Regions from separate parts of the Sus scrofa genome. Here all the other regions are linked to region 2. Evidence: chromatin contacts called from public HiChIP or PLAC-seq data. All regions are on one chromosome and are shown on one strand. Each heading gives the region's core, a stretch centred on a gene start, on an enhancer-like site or on the middle of the called end of the contact. The rest is flanking DNA. Distances are from core to core; before and after follow the strand shown.

What was found. HiChIP or PLAC-seq counts read pairs in DNA pulled down with a chosen protein or histone mark.
Region 1: a contact with region 2 is called in an H3K27ac HiChIP or PLAC-seq map of alveolar macrophages. The contact joins the enhancer-like site here to the promoter of ANAPC15 in region 2. A contact is called at or near these places in 1 of 5 promoter capture datasets (fetal skeletal muscle), 12 of 47 Hi-C or Micro-C datasets (alveolar macrophages, embryonic fibroblasts, epiblast stem cells and 7 more) and 2 of 2 datasets of contacts at active chromatin or transcription factors (alveolar macrophages and skeletal muscle).
Region 3: an H3K27ac HiChIP or PLAC-seq map of alveolar macrophages shows a contact between it and region 2. The contact joins the promoter of INPPL1 here to the promoter of ANAPC15 in region 2. A contact is called at or near these places in 1 of 5 promoter capture datasets (liver), 7 of 47 Hi-C or Micro-C datasets (embryonic fibroblasts, epiblast stem cells, heart right ventricle and 3 more) and 2 of 2 datasets of contacts at active chromatin or transcription factors (alveolar macrophages and skeletal muscle).

Annotation. Positions count from the first base shown.
Region 1 is chr9:6,609,581-6,614,219 of Sscrofa11.1, forward strand. It overlaps NUMA1 (nuclear mitotic apparatus protein 1), which reads right to left. Exons shown (of 26, transcript XM_005653665.3): 4 at 1,600-1,679; 5 at 458-540. Among named protein-coding and RNA genes, the nearest start is that of IL18BP, 25 kb to the left of the region's middle. Within about 2 kb of position 2,266, at least 30 of the 83 cell types and tissues checked have an H3K27ac peak or open chromatin away from gene starts, as enhancers often do. A contact at or near this core is called in alveolar macrophages, fetal skeletal muscle, liver and 2 more, where this site is marked.
Region 2 is chr9:6,688,498-6,693,364 of Sscrofa11.1, forward strand. ANAPC15 (anaphase-promoting complex subunit 15) reads right to left here and starts at 1,416. Exons shown (of 5, transcript XM_013999278.2): 1 at 710-1,416. The coding sequence starts at 802.
Region 3 is chr9:6,792,150-6,797,013 of Sscrofa11.1, forward strand. INPPL1 (inositol polyphosphate phosphatase like 1) reads left to right here and starts at 1,822. Exons shown (of 32, transcript NM_001190279.1): 1 at 1,822-1,853; 2 at 1,856-2,017; 3 at 4,766-4,829. The coding sequence starts at 1,822.

The DNA of each region.
Region 1 (4,639 bases), core at 1,016-3,515, 78 kb before region 2:
CCCAGGCCACTGCCCTGAACTGCACCAGGAAACCCTTGATCAATGCTCACTGAGCAAAAAGCTGGGTGCCAGACTTCTTGCACAACTCAATTCCTGGACTCCCAGACCCCTGGGTATGAAGCTTAAGGCGTCATTACAGACCAGCACACAGAAGCAGAAAGGGGAATGAAACGGACTGGGCTAAAAAGAAAAATATGCTGTCAGTGGGTGAGGCTGATCTCTGCCAGGTCTCCACGTGCCATAATAGTGGCTGAGTAAGTCTCTCTGTCCCAAGGATGGGCTCCTAGGAGCCTTGGCTGCATCAGCTTCTGCCTCAGCGAGGTGGCTGCCTGGACTTGACTCCAGCCTCCACGAGGCCCAGAAACAAAGCCCCCACTTCTTCTGGGTTAAGAGGAGGCCCTGCAGGCCCCTCTGGTGCCACCCTCCCACCCCCGGCAGTCTGGTAGTCCACACGTACCTTGGCCAGTTCCAGCTCTGACCCCTCCATCACCTTCTGCACTGACACCAGGCATTCTGGAGAAGAGGGATGCTTCCGGTTTTCTGTAGTGACCACAGTGCAGAAAACAAGGTGAACTTCCTGGGGCCCATGTCTGAGACTATGAGAACCCCTCAGAGTCAGAGGAGCAGCCAAAGGGCTGTCTCTGGTGGGGCCGGGAGACACGGGGCTCCTTATTCCTAGGTCCTAGCACCCCCGACATACACATTTCCAGCTGCAGTGAGTTCTATGCTGGGTCAGTCCAAGGACTACAGGGACAGATGAAGGAGGAGGCTGGCTGGGCATTCACAGCAGCTCGGGGCCTGACACTGCACGCACCTACCCACGCGCCAGCTCCCACTCAGCACCAGAGGGGAGGAGTCCAGAGATTCCAGGTCACTCTAGAGTCTCACTCTAGAGATCACAGAGGAAGCCGCCTGCAGCTGCATCAGACTAGCGATGGGGACACTGCTGCCAGGGGGGGCTGGGCTCAATTACCAACACCCTGCTTTATCGAAATCCACTGTCACCTTTCTTCTACTTCTCTCGAGGTGGAGACAGCAGATGGCTCCGGTGTCAAAGATGAGGACTGTCACAGCTGGACAAGGGGAGCTCGGGGCTAGAAGCTCTACCCGTTAACCTAAGAGCAGCTATTACCATCTTCACTGAAAGGCAAGGAACCCATGTCCAAAAAGGTCACACAAGCAGTGGAGCAGAAGGGCCAAGACCGCCAACCTCCACCTGCCTGTTCCCCTTTTCCCACCACCCAGACAAGCCTTTCAACGCGCTCTGGGGTAAATGCTCTCCCTGCAGGGGAAGAGGGTAGCATGGATCCTTCTGTCTCCTTTGGGGGAGTTCGGGGGGCCCAAGGCGATGAGGCCCCAAGACCGACCCTCTGGCTCTACCTGGACCCCCGGACATGGGCCCCAGCCTGCAGGGACACTTCCCCGCCTGGTGCAGGCATCACCAGATGGGAAGCTGCCAGGCTGAACGCATCCCTGTGGCACAGAGCAGGCAGCCTCAAGCCTTGCTCCTCCAGACACTGGGCCCTGGTTCTCCTGGACTCCTGGTTTCCAGGAGCTGAGGCGGCAGTTCCATCCCAGCTGGACAAGAAAGGTGCTTACTCTGCAGAAAACTGCACACAAATTCCAGTCTCTCTGGCACCGGCTGCTGCAGGATTTGCTGTCCTCTGTCAGCGCCACGGCTGGAAAAGAGCAAGTAGGTGAGACAGAGCGCTCAGCACCCCTCCCGCCTTGCTAGTGCGTGACATGCTGCCCTCCCGTCCCTGCAGGCTGGATCTGTGCTGGGTCTGCGGGGGGCACCAGACCAGACGGTGGAGGCAGGCAGAAGATACCAAGATACCGTCCAGCCAAGAAGGAACCGTGCTGGGCGAGAAGCGGGGACCTGAGGCCTGAGGTCCTCCTGGAAAAGGTGGCACTCTCCCAGCCCCTCTAAAGATCAAAAAGCTCGGTGGGAAGGGGCTTGAGTGGGGATGGAAGCAGCACAGAGGACTGGGACGCTAGGCCAGAACGGCTCAAGTATAAAAGGACAGGAGGCCTGGGAAGGTGGCTGGAGCCGGAGCGAAGAGGACCCCGGGAAGGGAAAGGGGGTCCAAGCACAATGAGCAGGAAGGAGCGAGGCCCTCCAGGGACAGGGCAAAGGTCAACACACGCAAGGCTGAAGGCCCAGGTGGCAAAAGCCTCTGAGAGGCCAGGCCACGCAGCAGTCGCTCTTAATCTGTGGCCTCGCAGGGCTCGCCAGTTGACGTGGCAGGACGCCAAGTGCAGAGAGCAATGAGGGCGGGAAGCAGCAGGGGGAGCTCTCACAGCCCCGCCCCCGCCGCTCAGGCCAAGTGCAGTTTCATTTTCCTGGGCGATGACCTTCTCTCCAAGCTAGAAAGCTGACTTCTCTCTCTAGGCTACAGCTTAAGATCCTGATTAAAAGGCCCTCTGTTCCTCAGAAGCCCAAACTCCAGGCCTCAATCACCTTCCTAGAGGGGAAGGCAGGGCAGACTCTAGACTCCTCCAGAGCCAGACATCCTGCAAAGCACAAGAGGCACCCCAGCCAAGGCCTTCAGAGGCGTTCCCTCCGATCCCACGTGATTACAAAGGCTTGCTCCGGGTGAACCACCCCCACCACGCCCCCCACCCCCGCCGCCCAGGAAGCATTCTGGGCAGCTGGTCTGTGATTAGGGACTCCTACCAAGTCTCCTACAAGGAGACTCGTCTCCTCACAGACTCCTGAAAGAGCCATCTTCCCTACCCAACCTAACCAGGAACGCTGTGGATCCGTGCCTTGCAGAGAGCAGTGATTTATTTACCTCAAATAAAAACAAAGCGTTCTTGGGTTAAATGTTGGAGAAATACTGGGTTAACCCAAACCAAACATTTTCCAAAGAAGAAGATACAACATGCATTACTTCCTAAACTTATCTGACCACTAAACCCCCTACCCAAGCCCTTGGGATAAGTGTAGCTGCGTGGATGTTTTAGAAAATGGGGTCCCGGAGGAACCCAGCCCATCCTTCAGGCCTGCGCTGAGTCTCTGAGTGCTTTCATTCTCAGGAACTCCTATGACACCATGACACTCATGGGGTTCTTTTTAGGGCCACCCGCAGCACAGGGAAGCTCCCAGGCTAGGGGTCTAACTGGAGCTGCAGCATCAGCCTACACCACAGCCACAGCAATGCCAGATCTGAACCATGTCTGCAACCTACACTGCAGCTCATGGCCATGGCAACACCAGATCCTTAACCCACTGAGTAGGGTCAGGGCTCAAACCTGCAGCCTCACGGGTACTAGGCAGGTTAGTTTCTACTAGGCCACAATGGGACTCCCACAAGTGCATCATTTTAACAGACCACTTTGCATGAGCTGAAAGCTAGGAGTATAGCAGGTCCCAATTACACACAGACTGACTAACAAAGGATGCTGTTTACTGGGAAGAGAGGAGGTCAACATCAGTAAGACAAATGTCAGGGTCTCACATTTTCTGGAAAAAACACCCCCACTAAACTTTGCTATGCAAACCTCACAGGTATCAAAAAGACTGGGCAGAGAGTTCCCACTGTGGTGCAATGGGATCGGCAGTGTCTTGGGAGTGCTGGGACGCAGGTTTGATCCCCAGCCCAGCACAGTGGGTTAAGGATCCAGCATTGCCATAGCTGCAGTTTGAGTCTCGAATGTGGCTTGGATCTGATACCTGGCCAGGGAACTCACGAGTGGCAAAAAAAAAAAAAAAAAAAAAAAAGAGACAGGCTTTTAGTTTGTTTCAGCCTAGTCACACAGAAAAACAGAGGGTTTTCTCTCTGCTGAGTGTCCCCAGATAGAAGGCCAAGTGGCAAAGGTACAGCTCTTGATCAAGTCCCACAGCTTCTACCTACCACCCACCCTGCCACCCTCCACTGCCTTCCCCGCAGAACCGGGATCTGATTTTGCTTAGCCACAGGAAGAACACCAGAAATGAATCGGCCCTTACACATCCGCCAAGAAGGTCTGCTTTCCCAGAGGAAAGCGGTCTCGCTGTCCTGGATCTGAGGTGGACCTCAGCATTAACCCAGGGTTTCACCGGCCCTGCCCTCAGAACACCCCCTCCCCCGCCCCCACCCATCTCTTCCAGTCTACAGCTCAGGCGACACCTGTGAGAACTAGGAAGGTGGGTATCTTGAATTGCGGCCCTCCCGATGAAAATGTCCCACGGGGCTGTACCACAGGAGCTAAACACGGACAGGGCCTCACCCCTGAACATACCTACTGTTCATGTCATCAGCTCAAAGAAATGGATCTTCTCAAAAGCAAAAGCTCCTTGATCCATTCCTAAGTCCAAAGAAACCATGCTGCACCGTATTGCACATTACAAGGCATGTTGCATCTGGCTGCATCTCCTTTAGAGATGCTGAAATTAAACTGTAGGTCAGGTATTGCCAGCCTAATGCTTTCGCTGGCCATTGATGTTAGCTGCCTAGATGTACTTTTTTTTTTTTTTTTTTTTTTTTTTTTTGGTCTTTTTGTCCTTTATATGGCTGCTCCTTCGGTGTATAGAGGTTCCCAGGCTAGGGGTCTAATGGGAGCTACAGCTGCCAGACTATACCACAGCCACAGCAATGCGGGATCAGAGCCGCATCTGCAACCTACACCACAGCTCACAGCAGCCCCAGATCCTTAA
Region 2 (4,867 bases), core at 166-2,665:
TGGGAGGGCTGACCAGGAAGGTCCCAGAGAATCTGAATTAGAACCTTTCAGCTCACAGGAAAACTTAGGCCCAGTGACAGGCCAACAACCAGCTTTAGGTCCCAGTGATTTGGGGCATAGAACTTTTTGGGGAGATCCAGGCCGGACACTAGACATGACCAGGAGAAAAGGACCTACGTCTAATTCTGCTTTTGCCCTAAGTTATTTGACTGATCCGGGGCCAGCCGCTGCCCCTCCGTGGACCTCGGCTGCCCGGCCCCTTTAACACGGCCCACGGAACCCACGCTCCCGTTCCTCAGGTACCAAAGGGCCAGAGAGCTCGGCTCCTTAAACCCAAACCCTCGCCGCCAAACTACCAGCCATTCTTTGTTTGTTATGATAATAACCGCGGAGTTGACCAACAGGGAGAAGACAGGGGCGGGATTCGACCAGGTATTTGCACCTATAGGGTTAATCACTAAATTGAAGAAACCCCGTGACCTGGAAGAACTGTTGAGTGACAGGAAGTGACACCAATGAGTGGCGGATCGGTGTGACGGGGTGGGGCTTAACCGCGAGAAAGCGGCCAATGAGCTGGAGCTCTTTAATGTTAACGGGAGTGTGAACAGCGAGCTCCTGAGGAGGTGGGTGCGGTGAACAGAGTTTCTCTGGAGGAGGGAGGAAAGAAGGGGTAAGGAGACAGCAGCCGCAGCCTTCCTTCTGTACTTACCGCGCCGGGAGGCGGCAGCCGGCGGCAACCCGGAAGCACTTCTCTTTGCCAGAGCGGAAGAACCCGCCAGAACTCGGGACACACCGCACGCATGCGTCTTTGGTCTTCTTTTGTTTTCTCTCTCCCGCCCACCAGACGGGAAGTGACGCTCACACGTTAGTCACGTGTTGGGCCGACCTTTGGCGAGCCGCTGCATGGCCCCGCCTTCAGCCTCAGCCAATCGGCTTCTTCGTCTCGGCCCCGCCCCGTCTGGCTTCAGGCGGTATTTGCAATGCAAAACTTCATGAAAAACAGCTGGCGGCCTCCAGCGTTAGGAATGGCACATTTTCCGGCTGCGTCCCAAGAAATTTAGTCCGCTTCTACCCCGGAGTCGCTAAGTGGTTTTATCCCCCACCTGTCTAGCTGCTCTCGCCCTCAGTTTCCTGTTGGGCGCATACATTCATACACGTATGCCTTCACCAGAAATACTTGAGTCCCTATTATATTCAATATTCCAGGCCCTCCTGGAAGCTGGAGATAAATCTAGGAACATGGTCTCTTCCCTCAAAGACCTCTGCAGTTAGTCTGTAGTCTGCAGCCCTGTAGTGGACTCACCATTCCCTTAAGATTGCCTGTCCAAGGAGTTCCCATTATGGCTCAGTGGAAGTGAACCCAGCTAGTATCCATGAGGATTCGCGTTGGATCCCTGCCCTCGCTCAGTGGGTGAAGGATCTGGTGTTACTGTGAGCTGTGGTGAGCTGGGATCCTGCATTGCTGTGGCTGTGCTGTAGGCTGGCATTGGTAGCTCCCATCTTACCCCTAGCCTGGGAACTTTGCTCTGCATCAGTGGCCCTAAAAAGCAAAAACAAAAGATTGCCTGTCCAGTTCTGCATTGGAGATTTTGTAAGGGACTGAGTGATTACTCAATCTTAGGGTCAGCATTCTGCTACTGAGACATTCAGCTGCCCTCTCCAGGCCTGGGCCAAATATGTTTAGTGGTCAGCCCTGGCACATCACTCCCACCTTCTGTTCTGTAGAGACTTCTGACTCAGCTTCCCAGTGAGCATGCCCTTCAGACCTGCTGATGCCTTCAAGCAGCAAAGTCCTTCAAATCTAACCCTTGTTAAATTCCATCACCCCCAAGACTCTGTCTCTTTTTTTTTTTTGCCTTTTGTCTTTTTAGGGCCACACCCACGGCATATGGAGCTTCCCAGGCTAGGGGTCTAATCGGAGCTGTAGCCACCGGCCTACGCCAGAGCCACAGTAACGCCAGATCCAAGCCGCTTCTGCGACCTACACTACAGTTCATGGCAACGCCAGATCCTTAACCCACTGAGCGAGGTCAGGGATCAAACCCGCAACCTTATGGTTCCTAGTCGGATTCGTTTCCGCTGCGCCACGACGGGAACTCCCAGAGTCTTTCCAGTTCCACAGTTCCACTCTTCCCCCAACCTGCTGGGTGACCCTTCATAAGCTCTGTCGCCTTATCAGGACTCAGTTTCCTCTTCAACCAGCGTCATCATCTCTGCCCAGCCTTCAGACTAATGTGAAGATTTGAGATAACACGTGTTAAGAGGTAGTGTACTGTGCATGTCAGCTGTCACTGTTGCTGAGCAGCTCTGGTTGTTACAGCTTTTTCATTAAGAGTAAAACTTGCCTGTTGCAAGTGTCCACAATTTCATTCATTCATTTCATTCATTCAACCCATACCTGCTGAATACCTTACTGTATGCCTGCCGCTACTCTAATAAAGTGTACACAATAGTGAACAAAACAAACCAAAAAACTCCTCACAGTACTTCCATTTCAATGAGAGAGAGAGAAGACAGGAAATTAAAATATATAGTTTTAAGACGGCAGTAAATACTAAGGAGGAAAAGAATCAGGGAAGTGGGAATAAAATATTGGCAGGAAAGATGTTTTATTTTATTTTGGGGGGGGCCAAGGAAGACCTTACTGGGAAGGTGACTTTGAGTAAAAGATTGGAAGAAAAAAAGAGGGGCACTGTTCTGATACTCTGGGAAGAGCCTCAGAAAACAGCAAGTGCAAAAGGCCTAGAATGGCTAGACCATAGCGTTCTACGGGGAGAGTGGGAAAAGAAGGGGGCAGAGACAGGAGCCAGACAGGTTTGCAGATCAAAATAAGGACCTTGGCCTTTACCCGATGTCGAGGATCTTGTGAAGGGTGGTGGTGTTTGTTTGTTTGTTTTTTAGAGCCACACCTGAGGCATATGGAGGTTCCCAGGGTACAGGTTGAATCAGAGCTGTGGCTGCTGGCCTACACCACAGCCACAGCCACATCAGATCCTACACTGCAGCTTGCAGCAATGCCGGATCCTTAACCCGCTGTGCGAGGCCAGGGATCAAACCCTTTGTCCTCATGGATGCTAGTCGACTCATCAGGTTCTTTCTTTCTTTCTTTTTTTTTTTTTTTTTTTTTTTAAGGGCCATACCTGTGGCATATGGAGGTCTCCAGGCTAGGGGTCAGATCAGAGCTACAGCTGCCGGCCTGTGCCACAGCCACAGCCATGCCAGATCCAAGCCGAATCTGTGACCTACACCACAGCTCACAGCAACGCCAGATCCTTAACCCACTGAGCGAGGCCAGGGATCGAACCTGCAACCTCATGGTTCCCAGTCAGATTCGTTTCCACTCTGCCACCACGACGGGAACTCCCTAGCTGGGTTCTTAACCTGCTGAGCCACAGTGGGAACGCCCTGTGAAGGGTTCTGAGCAGAGGAGCCACACAATCTGATTTACATTTTAGCAGAGTTACTCTGGCAGTTTTATGAAGAAAACTTGAGCGGGGACAGCGGTGGGAGCAGGGAGATCAGTTGGAAAGACAGAGGAGGTGCTGGTTCAGTGGGTGGGTGAGTTTGCGAATTCCGTGAGAGTAAGGATGTTGGGAACAGAAAGGCATATAGGTCTGAAGGTCAAGGGAGAGATCAAGCCTGGAAATGCTGATGCGGGAGTCAGCATACAGTGTTTAAAGCCATGAGACTGGATGAGACACCAGAGGAGTGAGCATCGAAGGAAAGCCATTTCCTTCAACAATCAGAATTTGGAGCTCCCATCATGGCTCACCAAAAACAAACTCGACGAGCATCCATGAGGACATGGGTTCGATCCCTGGCCTCGCTCGGTGGGTTAAGGATCTGGCATTGCTGTGGCTGTGGTGTAGGCCGGCAGCTCCCGCTCTGATTCACCTCCTAGCCTGGGACCTTCCATACGCCATGGGTGTGGCCCTCCAAAGACAAAAACCAAAAACAACCCCCCAAAAATCAGAGGAAACTAGGGAGAGGGGCAAACTAGACTGGGAAGGAGGACCAAAAAGATGAGCATGAACCCAGGTCAGCTGAGTTGTGTCCTGGAAGCCAAGTGTGGAAGCGGAATGGGGAGTTCTCTCGTGGGGCAGGGGTTAAGGATCTGGCATTGTTCATGCGGCGGCTCGGGTCACTGCTGTTGCCGTTTGGTCCTTGGCCCAGGAACCTCCCTAGGCCACCGGCGCAGCCCAAAAAGAAAGAAAGGGGGGGACTGTCACAGGGAAGAACCAGTCTGATTCATGTGAGATCTATTCCTTTTATCCTAACCTAACTTTAGCCTTGGGTCCTCTGTCACTTGTGCTTAATCACCCCGGTTCGACACCTTGTGCAAAGGAATGCTGCCTACAGCCTGAAATATGCATATTCCTAGGCTATGACCTTTAAGAGTATTACTTTTTTAGATAAAAGTTGCTGAACAGAGAATAACATTTGTTTTGCTGGATGTTTACAGAAACTGGTGCCTTGTCTGTGCAGAGAGCTACACAAGAACAAAGGATTGGATCCTAAGATATTTGCAACACTAACCACACCCCTCCCTCATCCTGCCTTTAAGGGCTTTGCTGGAGTTCCCGTCGTGGCGCAGTGGTTAACGAATCCGACTAGGAACCATGAGGTTGCGGGTTCGGTCCCTGCCCTTGCTCAGTGGGTTAAGGGTCCGGCGTTGCCGTGAGCTGTGGGGTAGGTTGCAGACGCGGCTCGGATCTCGCGTTGCTGTGGCTCTGGCGTAGGCCGGTGGCTACAGCTCCGATTCAACCCCTAGCCTGGGAATCTCCATATGCCGTGGAAGCGGCCCAAGAAATAGCAACAACAACAACAACAAAAGACAAAAGACAAAAAAAAAAAAAAGGGCTTTGCT
Region 3 (4,864 bases), core at 572-3,071, 100 kb after region 2:
ACTCGGCAGTGAAAGTTCTCTCCCGGGTTAAAGGGGATCCTCCGACCGCGGCCTAGGCGTTGGCAGCGGTGGCAGCGAGGCTGGCGGCCTGCGCCTTTAAGGAGCCAGGGGGCGGGGAGGCGGGGCAGGAAGCGGACTCCCAGGAGACGCCGCCACCGGCTAGGTCTTTTTTGGGGAAGGGGCGGGCCAGGCCCCGCTAAGAGCCCCGCCCCCTTTCCGGGCGGCCCGGGGTGGGAGGGGAAGTGGCCCCGGGGTGTCGGAGCGAAACCGGTCCTGGGCGCTCCCGGCTCCGCGTCCCGCCCACAAAGGCTCAAGTTTGTTGACTTGGAGCGAGTAGCTGGGGCGGGGGCGAGTGCTAATAATACCCGTCGGTTCTGCTGCAGCGCTTTACAGTTTACACAGCTGTCACCTTCGTTGCTCCTTAATTAATAATAAAAATAGCCGCCGTTTGAGAGCGCCCGCTGGATGCCAGGCCGCGTGCCGAGAGCTTTACAAGCACAGTCCCAAGGAGTCTGCCCTCATAACGTTACCCCCATTTTACGGAGCGGGAAGGCGACGCTCCCGGAGGCGCCGAGACTTAGCCGAGGTCAATGGGCCGATCCGCGGCTCTGGGATCTAGGCGCGGGGCCCAGCAAGGCGGGGCGCGGGTGCTGCCCCCAGCTCCGCGGAGAGCGGCGGGGGCGGAGCGGCGGGCGGGGCGGAAGGCGAGGGGGGTGCGGCGGCGGAGGATGGCCATCTTAAGTGGCCGCGGAGAGTCCAGGGCCGCTTCCCTGGGGAAGGGGGCAGCGGTACAGCGCAGGAGGTGGGGGTCCGGGCTGGGCGGCCGCGGCTCTGGGGAGAGGTCGGGAGCCCGGGGCGTTGAGGGAACTTTCTTCTAGATGGGCCAGGGGAAGCCTGGTCTCGGAGTGCTGAACCCCTCAAGGCCGGGGCCTGCGGGGATGGGGGATGGTGCCAGGGAACTTGGCCGAGAGGGGGAAGGGCCCTGGCCGGACTGAGAGGGGCTGCCGGGAGGGTGCATGGGGATTCGGACACTGGACCCCGTCTGGGGGTTCGTGGGGGATCCCCTCGCGGGATTTGGACCCAGTGTGGTTTGGAGGTTCAGGTCTAAGAAGGGGGCCGGATTTCCCCGGAGTTGGGGGTGATGGGGAGAGGAACGGGAGGAGGTTCATCATGAGATACTTTGCGGATTTTGGTAACTCGACCCTACGAGTCTGGGGGGGAGGGGACGAATGGAAAGGCTTTGGGTGAAATCAGACGTTTATGAGAGTTGGGGGTCGTATCTTTGCGACTATTGAAGGGAGGAGGATGGGGTCGGGATCCCGAAGTGTCAGGGCGCAGGATGGGGGACTGGGGCTTCGATGGGGTGGGGGCGGTGTGAGGGGCCGGATCTCCTCCGGGTGATGACGGCGGGGCAGGATCGTTGTGGGGTGCGGGAGGCTGGCTTGCCCTGGGGCTTAGGGGGTCCCGCGGGCGTGCGGAGGGCGACTCCTCGGGGGGTGGGGGCAGGGGCGGGCCGAGCGGCGGGGGCGGGGGCGGGCCGCCGGGCCCCGCGCTGCACGCCTGCCCCTCCCCCGCCGCCTCTGAACAAACTTTTCTTTCTCTTCAAGTTGAGGCCGGCGCTGCTGGCGGCGGCGGCGGCGGCGGCTGCGCGGCAAACCCGGCGTCCAGCGCGGCGGAGCGCGGAGCCGCGATCCCCGGCTCGATCCCGCCAGCGGATCCTCAGGCCCGGGCCCCGGGCCCGGCCCCAGCCTCGGCCCCGAGCGTCCTGGGGCGAATGGCGCGGGGCGGCGGGCGCGGGCGGCGCTGAGCCCTGCGCGGGCCATGGCCTCCGCGTGCGGGGCGCCGGGCCCGGGGGAGCGGGCCCGGGGGCCGCGCTGGGCAGCCCGGCCCCCGCCTGGTACCACCGCGACCTGAGCCGGGCCGCCGCCGAGGAGCTGCTGGCCCGGGCAGGCCGCGATGGCAGCTTCCTGGTCCGAGACAGCGAGAGCGTGGCAGGAGCCTTCGCGCTCTGCGTCCTGTGAGTGGGGCCGCCGGCGGGCGGGCGGGCGCGGGCACGGCCTGGGCTTCGTGGGGTGGTGTGGGGCGGGCCCGGGACCGTGGGCCGCCAGCACCCTCCAGAGCGGGGGCCTGGCCTTCTGCTGGGCCCGAGGAAGGATGCAGGGATCGCTTCCTTCCTGCTGTGTGTCTGAGCGCACTTGCTGGGGCACGGAGGGCCGGCATGGGGGGTCCCGCTGCTCAGGGTGGCCGTTCTGGGGCAAATGCAGGGAGTCTCTGGACGACCCCCTCAGCCGCCCTCCAGGCACTGGTGCCGATGTGCTTTCCACGGTTCTGTGCACTTTACTTTGTATAGGGGTTGGACGTCTGAGTGGCAGTCAGGGCCCCATGAACCCCGGGGGTGTGGAGTTGCCCAGCAGCTTCCTTAGGGGGCCTTTCTGTGCCCGCAGGACTGAGGCTGGGCTTGCTTGGCTGTCTCATCTGGGGCTGGGGGGCAGGGTGGTGTTGACAAGAAGGGGGGGAGCTGTGTCTGCGGAGTCACTGTTTTATGAATCAGTGAGTGAGTGTGCCCGGGGCTGGCTCTGGGATCCGCTGCCCTGTCCCTGAGCTATGGGTGCCCAGCGAGGGGCTAGGCTTGGCCCGCTCTCTGAGTGGGCCTGGTTTTGTGTTTGTGCGGCAGCGGTGCTGGGTGAGTTTGTGCATTTTCAGTTTTGGACTGTTCTGCCTGAGCTGCCCTCTTGGGCCTCGAGATGTGGCACTGGGAGGGCTCGGGTAGGCTCCGGAGTGGAAGCAGGTGAGTGGGAAGCTGTGGGGCTGCTTTGTTTAGATCCAGTTATGGTTCTTCTTAGGCCGGTGAGCCTTCCCAAGTCCCCACTCCTGTGGCCTTTCCCCCTCTGTTCTCACATCTTTGGGGGTGCCCTGGCCTGGGCCAGCGGTTCTCACTTGGGGTTGAGTTTCCTCCTCAGAGGATATCTGGTCACGTCTGGAGACACTTTGGGTTGTCACACCTGGGACTGTGCTGCTGGCTTCTCTTGGGTAGAAGCCAGGAGCGCTGCTAAACCTCCGATCACACACAGGACAGCCCCTCACGACAAAGGATCACGTGCTCCAAAGTGTCAGTGGGGCTGAGGTTGAGAAACCCTGGCCTGGGCGGTGGACCTGAAGAAGAAGGAGTCCCCTGAGTCTCAGCTTATGTCCCATGTCTGAGGCCCAACAGGGAAGACCGAACAGGGACAGCTTATTAGGCAGATGAATATCCAGAGTCCTGCATCCCAGCCGCCCCGTGGCACACCCCCTAATTGGGGGGGGGAGGCAGGTGCTGGGTCAGCTGTTGAGTGGGAGGGGACAGCTGGGCCTGTGTCGGGATGAGCAGCATTATTGTCCCAGGAGGGGAAGATCTTGGCTCCGCTGCCCGGAGAGGGGATGGGTGGGGTGGGGTCTGTCCTTTTGGGCTTTGGCTTTCCTTGCTGAGTCCGGTTACGCCTCGCATCGCAGGAGCCTGGGGTGGGTGATCAGAACCAAACTTGCTTACCTGTATGTAACACCCACATGTACAGAGAACCTTCAGGAACAGCCCTGTCCCAGCAGGCACCGACAGGCCAAGCAGCAGGCCAGGATTCAGGCCCCGGCCTCTGTCCCGACCTTGAATCCCAGCTCTGCCTTTAACTTGCTCTGTGATCTTAAGCAAATATCTTTTCATCTCTGAGCCTCAGTTTTTTCTTCTGGAGAATGGGAATAATAATAACCTCTGCCTTAACACGTAAGGATTAAATGAGATCCCATCTGTAGGATGCTGAGTACTTGGCTTGTCACAGAGACAGCTCAGTTAATGGGCTGCTGTTACTGTTGGAAACACAGACCCACAGTCCACAAACCAACACACATAGTCACACACAGACGCCCACACAGCTTGTGCCCATTTGGCGTCAGGAGAGCCTCTGAGCGGGGCTTACCTGAGGGGAGAGGACTCTGGGCATCTCAGAGTGGCATCTGGGCCCTCTGGTGCCAGTACTGCCCCCTGCCAGCACACACGGGCCCAGGGCACCGTGGAGCACGCCTGCCCTGAGGTGCGGCTGCACAAGGATCCTCCACCCGCACAGGGTGCAGCCGGTACCACCCAGGCCGGGCTCAGCTGTCACCTGCTCAGCTGTTGGTGCCATCTGTCAGCACCTCTCTTGCCCCTCCTTAGCTTGGGGCTCCTAGAGGCCCAGGAATCCTGCAGAGGGTCGCCCCTGCTTCCTGGTATCTGGGGAAGCGGGGAGAAGGCCTCGGTGATGGCCACACACCCGGCAGCAAAACTGCCCAACAGGCCAGCTGCAGCCAAGCCAGACACCAACATACACACAGGCGGCAGGCGCACACGTGGGCTGGCACGTCACACCTGCACACGGACGGGCTACCCAGGCGTCTGAGGACTCTTACTCTGGCGGGGGGCCCAGACTGGTACAGCAGCCCAGAGGGGCTGTTTAGACAGCTGTAGAAGCCACAAAAGAGCTGCCTGTTGCCTCCCGGGCCCTGCGGTGTGTGGGGAGCCTATGTAGGTCTGGGTTGCGGAGGGCGGGGGGGTTCTGGACAGTTCTGCTTTGCTTGGCACCAGCAGGAGAGGGTAGACCGGCCCCATCATTAACCCTGTGCAGCCTGGGCAAACGGTTTTAGGGAAACCATGCTGCAGGGGCTGGGAGCTGAGCCTGTTGGTAGGAAGGGGGGGTGCCTTGGCACTCAGACCCCAGCCTGGGGGGTGACAGATTCTGCTCCCCTGCTTTGCCATCAGGTATCAGAAGCACGTGCACACGTATCGGATTCTACCTGATGGAGAAGACTTCCTGGCTGTGCAGGTAGGAGCTCGGACTCTGACCCTTGTTTTTTTTTT